Linked DNA regions of Mus musculus: region 1 is linked to region 2. The links are chromatin contacts, called in public HiChIP or PLAC-seq maps. All regions are on one chromosome and are shown on one strand. The core of a region is the stretch at or near the end of the contact, and the rest is flanking DNA. Distances in the headings are between cores, read along the strand shown.

Region 1 (3,910 bases), core at 354-2,853, 500 kb after region 2:
ACAATAGCCCTCAGAAGAATGCCCAGTGACCCATCTTTACCAACTAGGTTACACAATGTCTCCCACAGAGTGCCACCAAGCTGGATCTAAGCATTCAAACATATAAGCCTATGGGGATCATTTCACAATTAAGTCATAATTAGCAAGGTTAATAGATAAAAGCGAGTTTTCTATATAGTTGCAATGAATAAGGAGAATTTTAAAATGAAATACAACAACTTATAATTCTAAAAAGAATGAAATATTTTGATATAGATCTTTAAAACACATATAAAAACGTATAAAATCCATGAGAAAATATTTACAAAACTGATGAAAGACATCAAATCAAATAACTGTGTAGTAGAACATTGTGTGGAAAAGAAGGTTTAACATTGTCAAGATGTTAGGTTTCTATAGACTTAGTACAGTATTAGCTTCCCAGTGACCCATTTTTTTTTAACATATCAGCATTTTTTTTGTAAGCATTTGAAGCTTACAAAGAGAAGCAAGACACAAAATAAACAACAAAATGCTAAAGATGTAACAGACAGGAGCTGAGAGCGCACAACTTTTAATCCCAGCACTTTGGAAGCAGGGGCAGACAGAACTCCCTCCCCTCGAGGTGGAGAGGAGAGAGGGCTTGGCCTGGGCATGGTGACTCTCCTAAGAAACTATGCTAAAAACTGGACTGCATCTTGCTACTGCCCCCAGTGAGTTTTCTGTGAATATTACCTGTTTACAAACATCACTTTTCTTTAACACACCTGCAAGATGTCAAGGACAAAAATAGCTATGCCCTTTCCTGAACTCTGAAAAAGAGTCATTTGAGACTACAGCGGGAATGCTTTTCTCTAGGTAGCGTTTTAATCTTCTCTAGGTAATGTGGGGAAGGTTGTTTTCAGTACTTAGTACTAATCAGGCAGTGCATGGCTTTTTTTTTTTTTAAATAAAAACCCAGAGAAAGAAACACACACACACACACACACACACACACACACACACACACACACACACACACACACACACAAGCAATACCTGGTGGCTCAAGTCTAGCCATAGGAAGATAAGCTCTGAATCGCGCTTTTAGCACAGGAAGGTCTAACACCACCACCACCACCACCACCACCACTACACACACACACACACACACACACACCTGCATCAAGTCACTTACCCTCTTGGCTCAGCGTCGGCAGTGTGGGCAGCACTTGCCTGCACAGGTCCTGAAAACCTGGCCCAACCCTGTCCAGCATCTTCGGTCCCGATTGACTCCGTGGTGGGTCCTCGATAGATAGTCTCTTCTTTGTTATATGGAGTTTGCACTAAGGTGACTTTCCCACCCTCCAGCCCTCTTTGCCCAGAATTTAGGGTGTGCTTTTAAAAGTCTTGAAATGTTTTGATATTATTTTTCCTTAAATAAACATTCTTTGTCGCCGTCCCTCCCCGGTGATCTGGCTTGCGGATAACCTGTTCCCCCAACACGAAGCCAGAGCACTGCCGCTCGCTAAGCCAGAAGTGCACATCCACGCCCACCCAAACAGCGAGGGCCTCCTGCAGATGGAGGGTGGAGGGTTGCTGAACTAAGAAGGCCTTGGGAAAGGGATGGCTGAAACTGTTGCTATGACGCGACAAAGGCTCGCTCGGTTGCTAGGGCCTCAAGGCCCGGCCCCCTAAGAGAATCTGATCTGTAGAAAGCTCAGCCAGCCACTTTAGAATGTCATTTTTAAGAGAAAGAAAGGGAAAAAACAAAACAAAACAAAACAAAACAAAACAAAACAAAACACCCAAAACCTTTGTTCTTTCCTTCTTGCTCAGGGCAGTGAGAAGACCTGGCCTTGAAGGCGGTCCATATTGTAATCATCCAGAGCAAATGGTGGTGGGGGTTGTGGTGGGAGAGCGTGCTGGCCGACAGCGATGTCGGATCTGATTGAGGATTTGAGTTTGAGCTGAACTCTGTCAAGGTTTTGTTTTGTTTTGTTTTGTTTTGTTTCCAGGCTCCCCTCTTTGGAACTGGAGGGCAGGAGAATGAAGGCAGTTCATGTTTTTATTTCTGCTTTTTCCCTTTCCTATAGAGAAAGGAATGGGGCAGATCTATTCCTGCACATGACTTTGGCGTTCTCCTGCCTGCTAAGTGTGCACATGTCAAGCCCATCCGGAAACATGGCTGTCAGCTTCACAGAAGTGCCCTGCCTTCCCCTGCGGGCATTATGCTACCCTAAACTATATATTAGCTTGAAAGTGTTTGAACTTTCTAAGACGTGTGTGTGTGTGTGTGTGTGTGTGTGTGTGTGTGTGTGTGTGTTTGTGTGTGTGTGTGTGTGTGTGTGTGTGTGTGTGTGTGTGTGTGAGAGAGAGAGAGAGAGAGAGAGAGAGAGAGAGAGAGAGAGAGAGGGAGGGAGAGGGAGAGAGAGAGAGAGAGAGAGAGAGAGAGAGAGAGAGAGAGAGAGAGAGAGAGAGAAATAGAGTCATTTATGTGGTGGCTATCTGTTCCTTTGACTTGCCTTGTTCTGTGAATAAAGGACATATTAGCCATCCCCTTCTTGAGAAGCATTTGAGTTGTTTTCATTTGTGGACATTGGGAATCACGATACTGAAGGCATCCTCTTACAAGACTTTTGGTTTTGGTGATATATACTCATCTCTCACGTGCACATAACTCAGAGTACATTGGTGGGTCATGGAAAAGACGTGGTTGGTTTAGATTACGCCAAGTACATTTCCACGGTGGTTGCTGCTATGAAGAGCCGAGAGGAGCTATTGGCCTGTGATGTGAACGGAGGCCGGAGATGATAAACCACCACCTGAAAGGAAAGGGAGGTGGTCCACAGTTGCCATTTTTAAACATCTTATCTGATTTACGTGTTTACCAAACCCAAAAAAGGCTGCTTTGCAGCTGAGAATAAAAAGGCTGCAATTGTACACTTGAACCAGGGTGCTTCTCTTTGTGTTCCATTGATAATGACTATTATACAGACATCGTTATTCCTCACAATATCATACTTGGACAGCAACACACTCACACATAGTGTTTGTGATGGTTAGTTTTCATTGTGAACTTGAAACAACGTGGACTCACTTGTAAAGAGTCCCAATGAGGGACTCACTAGATTAGATTTGCCTGTGCACCTGCCTGTGAGAATTGTCTTGGTTATGCTAATTGATTCGGGAACACCTAGCCCACTATGGGTGGCACCGTGCTGTGGGCAGGGAATCCGAGACCCTGTTTGTGTGGAGGTGGGGCTGAGCACAAGGTAAGCATGCACACTTTCATTTCTCTCTTCCCAACCTGCAATGTTTGAAGTGCCTGCTATTCTGTCCTCCCTGATATAATGGGACTGTAACCTAGAACTATGAGGTGGAATAAACCCCTTTCCCCTCCAAGTTGCTTTTTCATCTAGGTAGTTTATCACAGCAACAGAATGAAAGTAGAATAACACTGTATATTATTTTTACAGTGTAATAGTTTTATATTATATTATTATTACAGTATCATGCTAGAGATACTGTATTTTTTTTTTTTTTTAGTATAGGTAGGTCAGCTCTACCACTCCTGGGCATATACCCAAAGTGTAGGGGAATGCCAGGGCGGGGAGTCGGGAGTGGGTGGGAGCACCCTCATAGAAGCAGGGGGAGAAGAGATGGGATAGGTGGTTTCCAGAGGGGAAACCAGCAAAGGAGATAACATTTGAAATGTAAATAAATAAAATATCCAATAAAAAAAAGGGGAGAGAGAGAGAGAGCAGTGCAGAGAGCGAAGGGAACAGGAGGAGGCAGTTTTCCTGCTCATATCTCCTCAGCCTTCACAGAGGATGCGCCATGCGAGCTCTACCACACACGAGGCACGGTGGTGGCCTCACCTCTACACTACAGTGTTCCCACCTCCCGAAATGCCTTCCTCTTCCATCGTAGAATGTTTACATTTTCTCTT
Region 2 (3,826 bases), core at 630-3,129:
TTATTTATGCAATCCTGTAAGCCAGTGCCACCAGTATACAGAGGACTCAACCTGGTCCTCAACTCCTGGAATCTTGCCCTCCAGCTTCAAAAAGGTTGGGCTCTGATTTGGTGGGTCCTATCATTGCTAACTATTGCTTTGGTTTAGCCTCAGTTCCCCAGTCTACTTAAAGGGCCAAAACATTCTTTACCAGATTATGACAGTGACTGGAGAAGATGGAGCTTCTATATGCCAGTTCCAAGCACAGAGGCAAATACACAAAACAGCCGATTCCATTCTTTACCCTCAACCAGGGCCAGTCAAGAATAAGAAAGCTAAAGCTATAAAATTTGAGTGCATGTATCCTTCCAATTTATACCTTACCTCAGCTGTGTGCCAGAAGACCAACTGAAATGGGAAGGCACAAAGAACTCAGAAAAACACAGGCAGGGGCTTAGGCAAACAGAACTGAAGGAGAGGGGAGGAATCCCTTTACTTATTACCAGTATCCTCAGAATTTAGCACGAGACTGATAAGCAAGGGGTAGTCTTACGATCTACATTTCACGATCTGTCCCAGATATAAACAAAAAGTGGCAGCCGAGTTATTATAGAGCATTATTCATCGGTCACTGTGCTAGATGATCTACACTACTCCGGTACTGAGAACCGCTATGTGACAGGAGAGCATGGATGGACTTCACTCAGAAACTGGCCTACTGCGTGGCCAGTTGGAGGCTCCTTTTAGTCTCAGCAAGTAACAAGTACATGGTTTGGGAAATCACCTGCTGAGAGTTCCACTGGCCAAATGGGAAGCAGAGAGAGGGTGGACCCAATACAGAGTCCTTTCTTTGTGGGTGAAGAAGAGAGAAGCTGGATTGGAACACGGGTGGGAACATCTGCCGACCCCCAGAGTGCCACGGAGAGCAAGAATGGGAACGAAAAAAGTGCAGGATGCAGGGGAAGGGTGTCCCGGGTCTGGGAAGGGGCGTCCTTGGGGCTTGTGCGCCTTCCTCGCTTCGAGTGCACAGGTCAAGCCTCTTCCCTCCCGCGCTCTTACCCTCCCAACCTTATTTAGAAACCGTGTCCCCGAGACAGGAAGGGCGGCGGGCCGAGAAGCACGGAGCGTCCCGGCCTCATTTCCTTTCGAATCCCCCTGTGGAATTTCATTTCGTACGGTGAGGAAATCGGAGCGCGAGCCCATCGGCTGCTCTGTTGCTCCGGAGCGCCTCCCCCACGGCGACTGCAGACCGGCTGCTCCCGGCGCAGGTCGCGCCGAGTGCGGGGCGGGGCCGGGGGGCGGGCGCCAGCCCCACTGGCTAGAGGTGAAATTTTCTGCGAACTGTACCAGGCACCAGCTCTAAGCCTTTCAGGCTTTATCGCTAATCCTCCCAAGTCACTTTACGGATGAGGAACCTGACGCGGAGAGGTTGGGCAATTTGCTCAAGGTCACACAGCCAGGATTTAAAGCCACAATCTGTGTAAACCCCAAATACCGTGTTCTTTGTGTTCATTATTTTGCTTGATACAGAGGTGGCCACGGGGCCGGAGGTGACAGCTGTAAGGGGAAGGACGTGAAAGGGGCATAGATGTGGGAGCACGTCTCACCTGAAAGAGAAGAGCAGGTTGGCTGGGCAGGAGCCACGGGGCTCCATCGCCGCCTGGCCACAGCGTGCAATGGATCCGGGTGGGAGGACGCCGAGCGCCGGGAAGCCAAGCGGGGCGGGGCGCCTCTGGAGCGAGCAAGGGAGAGAGGATCAAGCCGCGGGCGGGGGCCTGACCCTTACAGCAGGAGAGGAGCCCCGCCCCTTCCCGCCCCCTCTGACCAGGGGGGGCTTTCATTGGACAGTCGCGTTGTCCGTCCCGCCCCGCCCCCGCCCTGCGAACCTCCAGCGCCACAGAGCGCTGGGGCGGTGAGAACAGCGCGGCGTAGAGTGCAGGCGGGCTTCGCCGAAAAGCCGGACTCGGCCGGCGCCGAGTTCTGGGATCGCCGCCTGCAGCCATGACCCTAGCAGTCCATCCCTCGGCCCGGGCTCCGGACGTCTGATATCCCGCACATTCTCGTACAACTGCTGGAGAGGCGACTGCTGCCCCCTTGTCGCCCTTGGCGCCTTACCGCATTCCCTATCCGGAGTTGGGAGCAGCGCGGCCACCGGCGCCCCTGTGCAAACTGGGGGTGTCTGCTAGATCAGCCTCTGCCGCTGCTGCCCGCAGCTCTGGCCATGGCCTGGCCGGGCACAGGGCCGAGCAGCCGGGGGGCGCCTGGAGGCGTCGGGCTCAGGCTGGGGCTGCTGCTGCAGTTCCTCCTGCTCCTGCGGCCGACACTGGGGTTCGGGGACGAGGAGGAGCGGCGCTGCGACCCCATCCGCATCGCCATGTGCCAGAACCTCGGCTACAACGTGACCAAGATGCCCAACTTAGTGGGACACGAGCTGCAGACAGACGCCGAGCTGCAGCTGACAACTTTCACGCCGCTCATCCAGTACGGCTGCTCCAGCCAGCTGCAGGTGGGTGCCCCTACCCCCATCCCCGGAGGACTCGGTAGACAGAGACTCCCAAACTCCTTCCTTGGAATCCCTGACAGATCGAGCCTCCTGGTCCCTTCCTAACTTGAGGGTACAACTCCTGAGAAAGTGATTTCCAACCCGCACCCCACCCCCCACTTTTCTGTCCCTCTTGGAGACTGGAAGCCAAAACGTTGTGTAAGTCATCTGGCCCGCGAAAGAACCTATTCTTACACCCCGCCCTTCCGTTTTTCTCCCCTGCCCATGTCTGGCCAAGCCCCTAACCCCAGTGGAGTTGAGGGCTATCTTTGCCAAGGATTCCGGCAGCCGCTGCTTGGTGGGCGAGTCCTGGCAGGGCAGCGGGTTGCACCTAAATCTTGGAAGGAGTGATAAGGAGACAGAACTTCGCCCTTCCAGGTCGCTCATCGACCTCCCTTTTGCCTGTATTTTTGGGTGTAGGTTACCAAATAAAACATCGCTGTCTGTTTTCTGCAGAATGCCCCGCCGTCGTCCTGCACTTTTTAGAGGTCATACAGGAAAGAGTGGTTAGGTTGGCCCGAGTTCTTTCTTGTCCTTAACGTTGGAGGCAGGTTTAATTTTTGGAAGGACTGAAAAGGCTCCAGGAAGGTAGTGTGCATATTTGAAAACTTCTTTTTTCCTTTTCTTTTTTTCCCTCCTTTTCTTAACAGTCATTAAGATGTTAAAACTTTGGTAATGTGTAATGATATAGAAGTTCTTCCTACAATAATAAGTGAAAAGTAATTTGCATATATAACATAGTTATAATTTCTCTTATACAGCTAACTTCAATGGAAAGTAGATTGGAATGAAGTTTTAAAAACTTAACACTCTCCATGTTTTGGTTGGTGAGGCTGAGTGGCTTTTATTAATAAAAAAGAAAAAAAAATGGAGGTTAGAGTTGTCCAGGTTGAAACCTTAAGAAATCTATAGTTCTGGCTGTAGCGAGATAAGAAACAGACATACGGTTTATTTACAGGCTTGGGTTTTTACATCGGTCGCTGTAAAAGCTGAGTTGTGGTTTGGGGAAGATGGTTGGGATTAGACCTGTTGCTGGAGAAATATCCCTGTAGAGGTTTCAGGGCTTCCAAACTAAGTTATAAAAGCTTAGGAAATGATCCTCTCACTCTTAGCCTGGAAACAGCACACGGTTGACATCAGTGGCAAGTTGGTTGGAGAAACAGCTTTTGCAGGGATATATATTTTTAATTACATGTATCCTGGGGAGGCAGCCAAGTTGTTTTGAAAGACAAGACTGGATCCCTTTACATGCTGGAAAATAGTTACTTGTAACTCTAGACTTCATAGACAACATCTGTAAGGAGC

The links. HiChIP or PLAC-seq counts read pairs in DNA pulled down with a chosen protein or histone mark.
Region 1: an H3K4me3 HiChIP or PLAC-seq map of embryonic stem cells shows a contact between it and region 2, with 4 times the contacts expected there. The contact joins the promoter of Ccdc81 here to the promoter of Fzd4 in region 2. A contact is called at or near these places in 4 of 39 promoter capture datasets (the SN4741 cell line, cranial neural crest, pre-B cells and 1 more) and 3 of 115 datasets of contacts at active chromatin or transcription factors (embryonic stem cells and stem cell-derived neural progenitor cells).

What each region holds. Positions count from the first base shown.
Region 1 is chr7:89,902,026-89,905,935 of GRCm38.p6, forward strand. It overlaps Ccdc81 (coiled-coil domain containing 81), which reads right to left and starts at 1,604. Exons shown (of 15, transcript NM_001162979.1): 1 at 1,157-1,604. The coding sequence starts at 1,235.
Region 2 is chr7:89,402,487-89,406,312 of GRCm38.p6, forward strand. Fzd4 (frizzled class receptor 4) reads left to right here and starts at 1,880. Exons shown (of 2, transcript NM_008055.4): 1 at 1,880-2,485. The coding sequence starts at 2,201. It also overlaps a transcript of Tmem135 not described here.